Regions from separate parts of the Scleropages formosus genome. Here region 1 is linked to region 2. The links are chromatin contacts, called in public Hi-C maps. All regions are on one chromosome and are shown on one strand. Each heading gives the region's core, a stretch centred on a gene start, on an enhancer-like site or on the middle of the called end of the contact. The rest is flanking DNA. Distances are from core to core; before and after follow the strand shown.

Evidence for each region. Hi-C and Micro-C count contacts between places; a contact is called where the count stands out from the background.
Region 1: a Hi-C map of muscle shows a contact between it and region 2, with 4 times the contacts expected there. The contact joins the promoter of nup133 here to the promoter of kat14 in region 2. A contact is called at or near these places in 2 of 2 Hi-C or Micro-C datasets (both in muscle).

The regions. Positions count from the first base shown.
Region 1 is chr16:17,324,886-17,331,506 of fSclFor1.1, forward strand. nup133 (nucleoporin 133) reads left to right here and starts at 2,844. Exons shown (of 26, transcript XM_029258792.1): 1 at 2,844-3,110; 2 at 3,193-3,311; 3 at 3,878-3,984; 4 at 4,443-4,547; 5 at 5,620-5,751; 6 at 6,101-6,271. The coding sequence starts at 2,974. taf5l (TAF5-like RNA polymerase II, p300/CBP-associated factor (PCAF)-associated factor) reads left to right here. Exons shown (of 5, transcript XM_018750833.2): 5 at 1-912. The coding sequence ends at 474.
Region 2 is chr16:17,153,039-17,159,828 of fSclFor1.1, forward strand. kat14 (lysine acetyltransferase 14) reads right to left here and starts at 3,063. Exons shown (of 12, transcript XM_018750751.2): 1 at 2,976-3,063; 2 at 2,443-2,643; 3 at 1,814-2,116; 4 at 1,415-1,536; 5 at 747-868; 6 at 139-320. The coding sequence starts at 2,078. It overlaps aars2 (alanyl-tRNA synthetase 2, mitochondrial (putative)), which reads left to right and starts at 4,581. Exons shown (of 22, transcript XM_018750707.2): 1 at 4,581-4,835; 2 at 5,548-5,736; 3 at 6,074-6,219. The coding sequence starts at 4,581.

The DNA of each region.
Region 1 (6,621 bases), core at 1,594-4,093, 170 kb after region 2:
AAGTTCCACCCGAACTCTAATTATGTGGCCACTGGCTCAACTGACAAAACTGTGCGTCTGTGGAGCACTCAGCAGGGTAGTACTGTGCGCCTCTTCACAGGCCACCGGGGCCCTGTTCTCTCTTTAGCCTTCTCCCCCAATGGTAAGTACCTAGCTTCAGCTGGTGAGGACCAGCGTCTCAAGTTGTGGGACCTGGCTGCAGGGACACTGTTCAAGGACTTGCGTGGCCACACGGACACAATCACTAGCCTGTCCTTCAGTCCAGATAGTAGTTTGGTTGCTTCTGCTTCCATGGACAACTCAGTTCGTGTCTGGGACCTGCGCACCTCCCACACCAGCACCACTGCAGATGGTACCTCTAATGAGCTGGTAGGTATTTATACTGGAAATACTAGCAATGTACTGAGTGTGCAGTTCATGGCATGCAACTTGCTGCTAGTGACAGGTACAGCTCAGGAGAAACAAGAACACTAGTATTTGATTTGAGGGGGAGAGGGAGTGTGCTGAAGATCTTGAATCCCTGCTGTCAAAAACCAATGAACCACTTCCGTTTCGCAAATATTGTGGGGAGGCTGTTCTGAAAAAAGAATTTAAATATGAGAAAGAGAAGCCTTAAAATGGGTCAAGACCTTCATGTTTGAACAAAACTAGATTTGTCATCCATAGAAATGTTTATACCAGAGTGTTTTTGTTAAACACCAGACTACATTAAAAAAATTGAGATCTTTTTAAAGAGGTCCAAATCTTGAGTATTTTTTGGGCCCAGTGTTTTTGAGGGGTTTTTATGCTCTTTGTCAAATAATACATCATGTCTACGCTGTAATGTGAATCAAGATTGGGTGAAACTGTAAAATGAACTTTGAAGTAATTGAATTTTTATGATAAAGTTATTAACCAAAGATTTAAAGTCTCCAAGCCTTATTAAATTGCAAATTACAACCTTTATTAACTGAGTTTCTTTTCTTGTTTTAACCTTTCTTTAAACCAAGTTTTCAGGAAAAAATGTGGGCTGATAATCTTGTGTAAAAAAAAAAAAAAAAAAAAAAGTTTATATTGCTTTCCTAAATACAACTGTGTTCCATTTATTTTCATGGTAGTATATATGTGTTGGCTATGAAACTAGTTTGGGATTTGAATTCAATTTGCTTTACTTTGAAGTTCACCAAGCTGAATTGGAACACACTGATCCATACAGCAGTATAAGTATATTTAGTTGGCATGATGTATAATATTTGCCAAGATGCATAAGCACTGTTGGGAGACCAAACAGGTGTTCCTTCTCTTTTTATCCTGGTGTGGAAAGTGTCATTTTTAAAGCAAAGGTTGTGTGGCCTAAAGACATCTAAATGTAGTAAATTTTAGATTCGCCATATGTAACGACTAGTAGGGGAAATGTTTCAAGAATCTACAAATAGACAGTATTTCCAAGACTGTGTTCACAAATGATTGGAATATGAGGTGTTATTTCACTGAACACTATACTTGGGGAATGGGAGCTCTTTACAGATCTGTGGGGTTTATAAAATGTAAAAGATGAGATTACTCCTTTAGTTTCATTTTGTAATTATGTCTATAGTAAATCAGTCAAACCAAATGTCTCACTGGAAAGCCTGTTTTTTTTCCTGAATTGTGAAATAAAATCCTGATCTTACTTTTCTGTTAAAGCATCTGAATGGTCAGCTTTGTTCAAAATGTGACATTGTCCATATTCAAACAAAAATAAGAATCCAGGGAACTTTTGTGTATTTGTGCAGAAAACCTGTGAAACGTCTATTTTTTCAAACATCTGGAAAGTTTTAGTTGCCAGAAGTGGTTTTAAGTTATTTGTTGCTGAAGAACAAATGCAAGATGAACACACTGAAGTCTTGTCTGTCAACAGCTGCTTGTGTTGAGTTCAATAATTAAAACTTAAAGGAGGAGAACATCACACTTGCTTTCAGAAGATGCTTTTCTCCAGAGCAACTTACTATGATTCCCTCGTTTATAACGCTGGGTACATTTTGGTACAAACAGGCTACTGGAGCAATTCGGGGTAAGAACGGTGATCAAGCATACTGCTGGAAGTGGAACCCGGGCCCTTCCAAGTCCAAAGGCTATAGCTCTGACCACTGCGCTCCCTGCTGTTCCAGGACCTGTTAAATCCCACTTCAGATGTGAATAAGCTGTGACTAATAATGCATGAAAGTTCCTGCCAGGCCTGTGTTTAAACCAGTAAGATACTGTAGTTGTTCAGCTGCTGCTGGTGAAGTCTGTGGTGAACACACTGAGGGAGGGAAAGGGTAGGGAGTGTGTCGCCACCTCTCTGTGGGTCTCTACCTCTACCTTGGTGAGTGGAACGGATTGCCAGTGTTTGGCACGTGCTATGGTAATGCTGACAAACTGACTGTTTCATTGATTGCCCCAAATCAGGGCTCTGACTCCTCTAACACTTTCTCTCACTGCATAAACTTGGGAATTAGTTATTAAAATACACAATAAACCGAGTGGACATATTGCATGTGTTTAATTTGCTTATTTCTCCTGAAACAATTTCTATAACGAGTAAGTTGCAGCAGAATTATCACGTTTTCATTTCATTTAGTGTAGCACTTTCCTAAGCAGCGTACAACAGAGTGCATTTCACAACACACGAGGCGCATCAGACACTGACATACCATTTACGGCTATTAAAAATAAAACAACAGTTAACGACACTGCAGCAAATATTAACTAAAGACACGGGACCTCATCATAGTCCAGTTATATCGGGCGCAGTTGCACCACATTGACACCGGAAGACAAACATGGCAGTTTCCGGTCACATGGCCACGGCTGGATGTGACGCGTAAAATGTGCGTCCTCCGGGGAAGCGCGCGAATATTTTGTGGCGCATGGGTGGAGAAAACTTTGGGAAAGGATCTGGCGCTTTCGCGTAGTATCAGAGGTTTATCTTCGACGTGTATAGTATATCGATAGTGCGTAGAGGAACACACCATGTTTGCAGCTCGTTCTACTCCCGCTTCGGCTCGTAGGCCAACGGCGGTGCCAGTAGCTGCTAGAAAGATGAATGTGACAGCGACGCCTGCAGCACTGCTTCTCTCCCCCGCTCGGAGATCTTCGTTAACCGCCAGGTATTACTAGTGGTTCTTCCCACCAATCGTCCGTCCGTGTGCACGTGACCTGTGGCTTAATTTGCCCCCTCGTTTTCCGCAGAGCTGCAACTCCGACCAGAGTGCAGAGCCAGACGCCTGCGGAGTCGGTCAATTTTGACGTGCAGACTTTTGGCTCCTCTTTGCCCGTTAAGGTCATGGAGGCTTTGACAATGGCAGACGGTACGCGCGTCTTCGATCACATCACATGACATCACATGACATCACAGCATAACAGGACACACACCGTGTCACTGTGGCACAGACAGCAGGAAAATTAGATTAGTTACTTAGTGTAGGTAAATATAAGAGCAGAGTCAGTGCACACATCTCTGTTCCCTAACTTCTGTAAGACGTCGTGCTTCAGCTCTGCTGTAAATGGGGGAAACAAGCACTTTTGTCTTTGTTTTACAGTTTTTTTTTTTTTTTTTTTTTTTTTTTTTAAATATAATTGTGGGCTGATTGACATGACTAAATTAAAAGTGTGAAAATAAAAAAAAAAATAAAAAAAAAAAATCTTATTCCTGTTCACTACCACCTCAGTTTCTCATAGTAATAGTACATCTTTTTACTCTTGCTGTTAGAATCTCCAACACTTGCCTGTATATCAGGTGACATTCGTTGGCCAAAAAAAGTTTTATCATGTTGGTCTGACTTTGGCGTTGCTAGATATGACCAACTTGTTTTTCGAATAAGGACTGTATATTTCTGCATGCGGTAGTTGAGCAGTAAATTACTGTCTTTTCCAGTGACCAGTGACCAGATTTCAGTCAAGGTAGAGGAAAGTGGCTGGGCTTGGATGGTGTGTGGCGAGAGACTAATCATCTGGAAGATCAGTCAGACTGCGGTGGCCAAGGTGCTCTTGAATTTTCTTACTGGTTTTGTATGCCTCTCTTACTCTTGCTGTTTTGCTTAGGTATAAAACTGATTGATTATTAGAATCAGAATCAGAATGAGCTTTATTGCCAAGTATGTTCGCACATACAAGGAATTTGTCTTGGTGACAGGAACTACCACAGCACAGACAGAATGACAGTGACAAGACACAGATGAGAAGATAGAATATGTGAATGAGGGATAAAAAATATTTAAAAATATAAAGTACCCAGTATACAAAAATAGTCACTAGATACAAATGCATTAGTAGGGCAGTTTTAAACTATTTGTAGTGTCACACTAGATGATGATGATGATCATCTTCTGTTTTTCATTATTTTAATCAAAGCTGGTTTTTATTAAGGGGGGGGGAAAAAAAATCATTGTTTATTTGTGGATGTTTGCCTTAGTTTGTATATTTTTCCCGCTCTTTAACAGCTGTCCGTCTGTAAAGATCTTCAGTTGTCCGCGAGTCAGTTTATGTACTCTGCAGACTTGATCGCCATCTCGTCTTCAAACCCGCTAGAAACAGCTCCTATTCAGGTTGGTGCAAAACTCGTGTATTTTTCCACTTGTTTTATATATTTATTTTTTTTATATTGCAAGTATTTTAAGACTTGTATTCTGCTGCTGTAACGTAATTTCCCTTGTGGGATCAGTAAAGTATATCTATCCATCCACCCATCAATTACGAGTTTGTTACATGGACAACCTTTGTATCAGTAGCCATGCTAACATTTTTTATGAAGAGCATACATTTTGTTTTATGATGTTGATGTAGTTTTTAACTTGCTGCTGTCACATTTCCCTAAGAATTGTCACCGTTACTGAAATTCTCTAGATGTTGCGTTTCCGAGACGGTTCTTGTTCCAGCTGAACACTACAGTCGTTATGCTTGATTGAGAGGGATCATTCAGATAATATTAATTTAAACCATTAGCCTCAGAATTTGTTAGTTGGCGTATAATGCAATAATGAAAACGACAAATATGAAAGTAATTTCTCAAAGTTTATCATACCTTTGACCTCATTTATCTTTTATTAAGTTGCTGCTGATACAGTTTTGTTTCTCTCGTTGCTGGTTTATCTAGGCCAATACCTCGTATGCAGTCTCCTTCTTTGCCTTTTGAGACCGTGGTGCACAAATTGTTGCATTTTCTTTTTCTTTTCTTTAAAGTGTGTCTGTCTTGTGTTGCACATTTGTTTATAGTACTGTAACATAACTTTTCCCCAGTGCCTATGCATATAATGGGGAGGAAAGGATGGCTGAGCTAATAGAATGTTTTTTTTTTTTTTTTTTCTGTCTCTCTGTGACTTGTCATTTACATTTTACTTCATATTTCTTGCGGGGAAAGGTAAGTGCAGAGTGGGAGTGATGCAACTCTAAAATGCTTGCCAGTCCCAAGAAGTGGCTTGGTATGATACTAGAGTGTTTCTCCATTTCAAGAGGTTTTTGCAACTGGTAAATGACATAACACAAATCAGGACTATGACCCGAATTGCAGAGACTCTTCTAGGTTTGGAAGGTCAATGTGACAGTCTTAGGTGGAGGTCCAAGTGCTAGCAGTGGTTGTAAAGGTGTGCAAATCCATATTTGTCTGTTGTTCATCTGCAGTCAGTCTCAGTCATGGCAGTTTCTCCTGAAGGAACAGTACGGTATTGGCCCAGCCTGGCACATGAAACCATGTATGCGGAGTGTGTAGCAGACCTGGGTGGCAATTTCTGCAACTTTCTTAAACCTGTGAAGGTAACGTGCCTATAAGATTTAATTTGCCTGTATTTGTGTTTGATAATACAACTCATTTGATAAATGAAGGTAAAACTGAATATCAGCACTTGATGTCAAGATTCAGTTGTGCAGTTATCCCTCACAGTACAAGATTCTACACAGCCAAAACTTGATATAGCAATTAATGGGTGCACGTTGTCTCACAGTATATAGTGTGACTTTTGAACATTACATGGACCATTTTGATCAGTATGTTGACATATTGGTGATAATATGATTGTATATGAATCATTCCATATTTGTGTGAGCTGCGCCCTACGGATGAGTTAAAAATGCATTTGGGTTCCATTGATTTCCATTTCTTTAGGGAAACAGTTTTGTCCTTTCATCCTGCAAAAGTCAGCTACTGCGTTTGGGAGTGGACAGTTCAGGGAAACTCCAGCAGAGACCACTGCAGCAAGGACAGGGGGTCCTGTCTGGAATTGGTCGACGTGTCTCCACCCTCTTCGGCATTTTGGCCCCTCCTGTTGACTCTGTTGTAAGTCAGTAACTATATGACCTGTTCAGTTTGTAGGTCTGCAAGTTTTTTCATTTTTTTTTTTTTTTTGGTTCCCTAATTTGTGTTGCTACATTGAATGCCTTTGGTTTGGTAGAAGATAATTTTGAACTAGTGCCCTGTCAGACCCACAAAGAGTACTGGACACCTGGTTTCTTCTGGTTGGAACTTATGACTAGTACTTCAAAATTATAATCTCCTGAGGTGTAGCAGTGGCAGCTAACTGTTGATGAACCACAAGTATTGATAGTTTCTCAGTGTAAGGCTTATTTTTTTGTTTCAGAAAGTTGAAAACATAGAATGGATGGCAAATTATGTATGCCATCTCTCAG
Region 2 (6,790 bases), core at 1,813-4,312:
ATGATTTCTTAGAAGTACCAGTGGTGTCAGTTTCAGTTCTCGGGTCAATGGACAACATGCTCCAGTCTACTCCTAACACGTCCGGTGTTTTTCCAAAACATCTTTATTACAAATACTGTAAGAGGCAAATTTTTGTACCTTTGGCTTTCATAGATACCGCAGAGGTTTTTTCTCCCTCTGGACGCAGAGTAGGGGGACGATTCTGCACCAGCTTCCACCAGCCAGGCTCACCAAATTCCTGCGCTCCTGAGCGAAAAAACGTGGGGCTCCCGACTGACAGACAGCCTGCCACCGTGCTCCACCACGTGGATGTCTTCTTTCTGACAGAGGACAGAGTTGAAATCCGCTTAACAGTCAGACCCACTGAAATACGCCACTTCTAAATCAGTGGTTCTGAACCCTAACCCTTACAGTGCGCTGCGAGTGCTGACTTTCCTCAGGATGGTTTAAAAAAAAAAAAAAAAAAACTAAATTATGTTAAGTCTGGCCCTTTTTTTTTCATTTGGAAGTCTGAGGCTCAAGGGGAAAGCCAAATCATCCACACACTGTGGCCACAAAATCCATTACTATACAATCATCATAAAGTGGAAAAATATGTTACACCTTGCAAAAACTGTTATTAAACTTGTATTTAATGAAAAATTTTTAATGAATCCACAAGATGTCACCTGACATTAGCACTGCATTTTCAAGGAAGGACCCAAAAAAAGGACTGCTCTATGATAAGTAAAGCCTTTCTCTCTCACCTAGAACCCAACAAGAAGCTCCAGTGTCTTCCAATGAAAGCGCAAATGTCCTCCTTCCACCGGAAGTATCCCTGACGTCCCGTACCTTCCAGGGAGAGGTTGTACATGGCCAGCATCACCACCTGTAAAGTTAATTTGTCATTACATTTGCTGTGTACATTTATAATGTTCTACTGCAGTTTTCATGTTGAATATGCTCTAGGTCAGGGGTATCCATCACATGGCCCACCACTTCACATAATGCAGTCTGCGAGAACATTTGCAAATTATAATTTACAATAAAATGTAAAAATATAACATATCACTAAAAAGTGTATCACTTTTGGGACTTTCTGGAACAATCAGCAGTATTAGTAATGAGTTTGAGCTTTTAAAACAATGGGGAAACCAATTTAAAAAAAAAAAAAAAAACGGTTTTCTTCTGCAACACTGGTACTACTTTCCTTCTGGACCTTCACATGAACCACAGCACAAAGCCTTCACACTGGTGTCCAAAACGCTTCACCTCATCTTTTGGTCTTTCCACTGTACTTCAGTGTTGTGATGTAAGACCTAAAGGCCTTGCAAAGTTTAATTTCAAGAGCTTGAAGTGTTGCCAATTGCTTAAGGAAGGCTGGCCAGCACCTTAGTCCATTAAGTGTGACTTGACACTTGCTGCTGCACTGTACCTGCTGCCAGGTGAGCCTCATCCTCTCAAAAGTCTCCTTGCCATCCTCAGAACAGTCATAGCAGGTAAATTTGAAGAAGTTATCTCCTTTCAGGTAGCTGGGCTGCTCTCCTCGCAGCTGGGCTATAAATTAGGAGCAAACAAGACTGCTCACAGGACTACTCTCATAATACTAAAAGTATTATGCGCCAAGATTTCTTCTATCGTCATTTCGACCAGCCATGTAAGCACATTATTCAGTAGCGGCGACTACTGCAGTCAAACAAAAGTGTAAAATCCAAGGCGCATTTTTTTGGTGATATAAATACTTTTCCCACACTACTCGATGAAGTTGAACACACATCTGTACAAAAAGGTAAAACATGTAAGGTCTGTTAGTTGCGACAGACAGGCGCCTTACAACTGGGGATCCATTTGTGACATTTCTCGCAGTAGAAGGAGATGTCCTCGTTCCAGCTGGTATCTGCATCATCGCCGATGTCGCTGTTCAGGGAGTCTCCACTCTGGTCGTGCGACAGGTCTACTGACGCCTGGTCCTCCGACTCCACAATTAGAAGCGTCTCACCCTCCACTTCCCCTTCCTCCAGGCCCTCTGACGCCGAGGTGCACGTGGCCTCGTCGTCTCGCTGACTTGACAGGCTCCTCAGGTCCCCGCTGCTGTCCATGTCCCTTCAGAGCCCTCTGTTGTGACCAGGGTGCTGAACTTGACAGGTCAATGACAAATTCACATACTGAGCAGCTACTCAACACAACACCCTCCTTTCAGTACATACATACATGTGACTCAGTCAACAGCCATTTCTCTACAAAGCATTCTTATATTTTTTCTGAACCAGGAAGAATTTCTTTAATTTTTTTTTCAAACCACAAGCCACTTCTCCATCAATCTTTTTAGTTTTTTTTTTTTTTTTTTTTTTTTAACCAGAACCTATTAAATTTCTCTGTTAAAAGCCGATCACTAGTGAAAGGTGACAGAGGAGGAGAGACAGCAGAATTCTGAGTGCTTAGAGAGTGACAGGTTTCCCTTACCTGAGACAAACAGCTGCACCTCCTGGAGCTCTTCTGCAGCTCTTGCGTCTGTCTGTCAGCTGGTTATGTGCCAGTCACTCAGTCTGTGTGTGTGTGTGTGTGTGTGTGTGTGTGTGTGTGTGTTTTATTAAGGCCGTGGCCCACAGCACCTTTGCTCGCACCCCGCGCCGCCGGATCGCTCTCCCGCCCTGTGCACGCGCTCTGAGGGGATGGAGGGAAAGCAGAAGACACGTCGACGCTGGGTTTGCACGGCACGGCACTACCCCACCCGCAGCCCCGAAAAGCACCACTACATATATATTACGGCTCCGCCCGTGCAGTAAGCCGACGGAAACAATAGAAGAAATAAGCCATTTTTAACACTGACTGGTCCTGACTAGGCACTAGCTCTCGACTCGAGACCAGCGCAGCCGAACTGCACTCGACTCGTCGTCGCTGTCTCTCTGTGCTCGACGCGCGCTTCTGCTGCAGTTCCCAGAATAAAAAAGGAGGGAAGCAAGCAGTGCTGCCTCCCATGCTGCAGGTAAACCTACCTTGCTGTAACATCCTTTTCGGACAAGAACCAGGGGGCAGTTCCGACTGAGATCGCAGACGATTGCAACAATGTGCTCCGCTATAGGATAACGGTCGCACGAAGATGACGTCACGCCCAGTTAAAACCAGTCGAATGTCAAGACGATCGATACGTCTGTTTGTCTTAACAACGTGTCAGTGTGTCTATTACTGACGTACATGAAGAACTGCAGTATTGTACCGTAATGGGAGGGGCATATTAGGGAGCCACACTTATTGTTGTCCATCCATCGTCAACAACTGCTTGTCCCGAGCAGGGTTGTGGTGACCCAGGGCCTTCCCAGCAACATTGGGCACAAGGTTGAAGGGGTACACCCTAGACAGGATACCAGTCCATTGCAAGGTAGCAAGCAGGACTCAAACCCCAGACCCACCACACAGCAGGCACCAACCAAACCTGCTGCACCACCACGCTCGGGCAACATTGGGCCTCAAGGGAGAGGCTCGGAGATGAATTCAGCCAAAAGGCCTTGACAGCCATCTGGGGGATTTCAAGTAGCAGTGACTCCATGAAAAACAGCAGTGAAAATCCTGCAGAGACACAGGTTCACTCTTACTGTCCTTGTCCTGAACGCACAGGGAGTGAAACTGTCAGGCATATTTTTGGGATTGTGGGCATTATGTGGGCAATCTGGTCACCAGTCACTTCATTGTGCCAGCAGCTGGATGAGAAAACAATGTTTTCATATGACAAAGTATTGAAAGGTGGTCCCCTAGATACTTACCAACAAGTGCATCTAGACAGCTGCTGGGTAGTATTACCAAGCAAGTGCTTTGGAATGCCAGAACCATCCTCACCTGTAGAAGGACAGTCCTGGGAGCATGGGACTTTTATTGGAAAATAAAGGCAGACTTTAAGTTCAGAACGGAGTCTGGACGTTTCAGTCAGTGTCCATATCCAGTAGGGTATCTTAACAAAGTCTGACTTTTTATTTATTTATGTATTTATTTATTTGAATCTATTTTATTTTTCAGTATTTTGTCTTGTATGGAATTTTTGTATTACTTTTCGGTTGTTTCGAAAATTTATGGTTGGTTTGTTTATAGATTTTTAATAGTTTTGGGTAATTAAATTATTAACTGTTGTTAATAGCCATTATGAATAAAGGTTACCTTATGCATGTTCAGTTAATTTTATTCTTACAGACTTCTTAGATTATTTTTGAACAATACAACATAGAGGAAAGAGAAATACGAATACCAAGGGAATTATTATTACACAGAAGGCTTCTTGAAATAAGTCGTTTACAATTACTGGTGGGAAACAGCACTAATATACTACTTGACGACGTTGTGCAATACAAGCTAGAATTTCCTGCTAAATCTACTCTTATGAATACAAAATTTTGCAGGCAAGATAATAAGATTAATTTGGTAACATTTTTATTCTCAGTCTTTTTTCGACACCACAGATACGAGGATTTTCCGCAGCTTCCCGCACTTCACGGAGCCACAGTGGCTCAGTACGGGGCTACGATTGGTGGCCAGCGACTAATTGGAATACGGCCGCTCATTGGACACAACGGAGCTCGAGCCCACGGTTTCTGCGCATGCTCCAAGCAAGCATGGCCGCTACCGTGTTTCATTTCGGCTTGTGGAGCAACGTGCGCGTGAAAGCGAAGCGTTTGTTTTTCGCAAGCGGCGTTCGCGAGCTCAGGGCATGCCGTTGGCGCGAGGGCTCCACGCTGACGTCCAGCGCAGCGCGTCGCATGTTTATAGAGTTCTTCAAGGAGAGACACGGGCACAGGGTGGTGCCCTCGGCGCCGGTGCGGCCGCGGGGAGACCCGAGCCTGCTGTTCGTTAACGCGGGCATGAACCAGGTGAGCCGAACCAGGGCTCGCAGGTGTGCTGGAACAGAGCTCTCGAATGTTCCAGGTCTGAGAGAGACCACATTGTCGTCGCACATAGTTTCCTTTGTAGAGAGTAATGTATGGAGTAAAGTACTGTTTGTACACTCTCACCCCCTGGCCTGTTTACAAACAAAGTAGTCAAGATACAGTTTGGCCCTTTACTACTTTAGTTTATACAGCTGGGTATGCAGTATTTTTACTGTATATCAATTTAGTACTAAACTTTAAAGTACTGGGCCACCTGGTGTACTGGTAGAGCCGGACCAAGGTCGCGGGTTCGAATCCCCCCTCAGCTGCAAAATACTTACCCTAAAACTGCTGCAGCAAAAAATGACAGAGCTAAGTGGGAACAAAATTGTAAGTAGCTTAACGTTGTAAGTCGCTTTAGAGAAAAGGGTCAGATAATTGGTGTTTGTACTGATGGGCTGAGGACAGGTACAGGGTGTACACCTTTTGGGCTGGGAGTTCTGTGAGAGGTGCTGGAGCACCATGTCCTTGACAAGGACCAACAGTTGTAAAGTGTGTGAGTGAGTGATTTACCGGTGTCTTTGATTTTTTTTTCTTTTTTTTTTTTTTTTTAAAAAAAATTTTTATTTTTAAATGTCCTCTTTACACGGACTGGAGTGTCAGTTGCTCTTCATCCGTTAGAATGTCTGATATGAGCCTGTGGCCTCTCCGCCAGTTCAAGCCCATCTTTTTGGGCACAGTGGACCCTCGCAGTGAGATGGCGCGGTATCGGCGAGTAGTTAACAGCCAGAAGTGTGTTCGTGCTGGAGGCAAACACAACGACCTGGACGACGTGGGCCGCGATGTCTACCATCATACCTTCTTCGAGATGTTGGGAAACTGGTCCTTCGGAGACTACTTTAAGGTGAGGCTGTCAGTTCCCTGAAGTTGCTGTCATTAAGTGTGAAAGGTGCACTTGAACCCAAATGGGAAAATGCTGTAGCTCCTTCTTGGTCAGCATACTTCTAGATTAGTGTTTTTGATATGCATATTTCTGTCTGGTGTTTCTCTCTGGTCTAAGGGAAAAGCAATGTTCTGTAGAGGGGCAAAAGTTTCTGTTGTTTTTCTGTTCTACTCCTCTTAGGCACTTGTCTCCTCTCTTGATGTAAGTAGCTTTGTTGGAGATTTGTGGAGCAGCTGTCTTCATCAAGCTTAGTGTGCTGTCTGCAAATCCTGGGCTGTGTTTCTTTGCACACCTCTAGGAAGAGGCTTGTGCCATGGCTTGGCAGTTGCTCACGGGGTCGTATGGAATCCCACGAGATCGTCTCTACGTGTCCTACTTTGGTGGTGACCGAACGCTGGGGCTTGAAGCAGATGAAGAAACCCGGGAAATCTGGCTGAATATTGGGTGAGTGTTTCTGCACAAACACTTCTCTGAGATAAGTGCAGAAAAATGTGTACGCTTCCAGTTAGTCTTCCATCATCTTACGAAAAAATGCATTCTTTTAGGAGCACTTCAGCCCCTAGGTTAATTTTTTTTGAGGGCTTCAGTTGGAGTAATTTTAGTACTGTAATGCTGATGCATTACTCTGTTAAAAGTAATAATACGTGCACAAGTGGTCACGGGAAGTGGATAAATTACAAATGAACGGAGATAAATTTCTTTATAATAACAGGAGACAAGACAGCTGGTAGCTTAGTGGTTACAGCAACTGCATTTGGACCCAAAGCTTGCAGATTTGAATCCCACCTCCAGCTGTAGTACCCTTGAGCAGAGTGCTTACCCTTAAAATGCTCCAGTAAAATTAACCAAATAATTTTAGATAGATTAATATTGTAAGTTGCTTTGGAGAAAAGCATCAGCTAAATGAATAAATGTAATGTAAATGTAAGACATCAGTCAACTCTTAAAACATGTTTCCTGTTCAATATTTTCAGTGAACACACTTTTCAGAACAGTGCAGCCTGAAAGTCTGTAG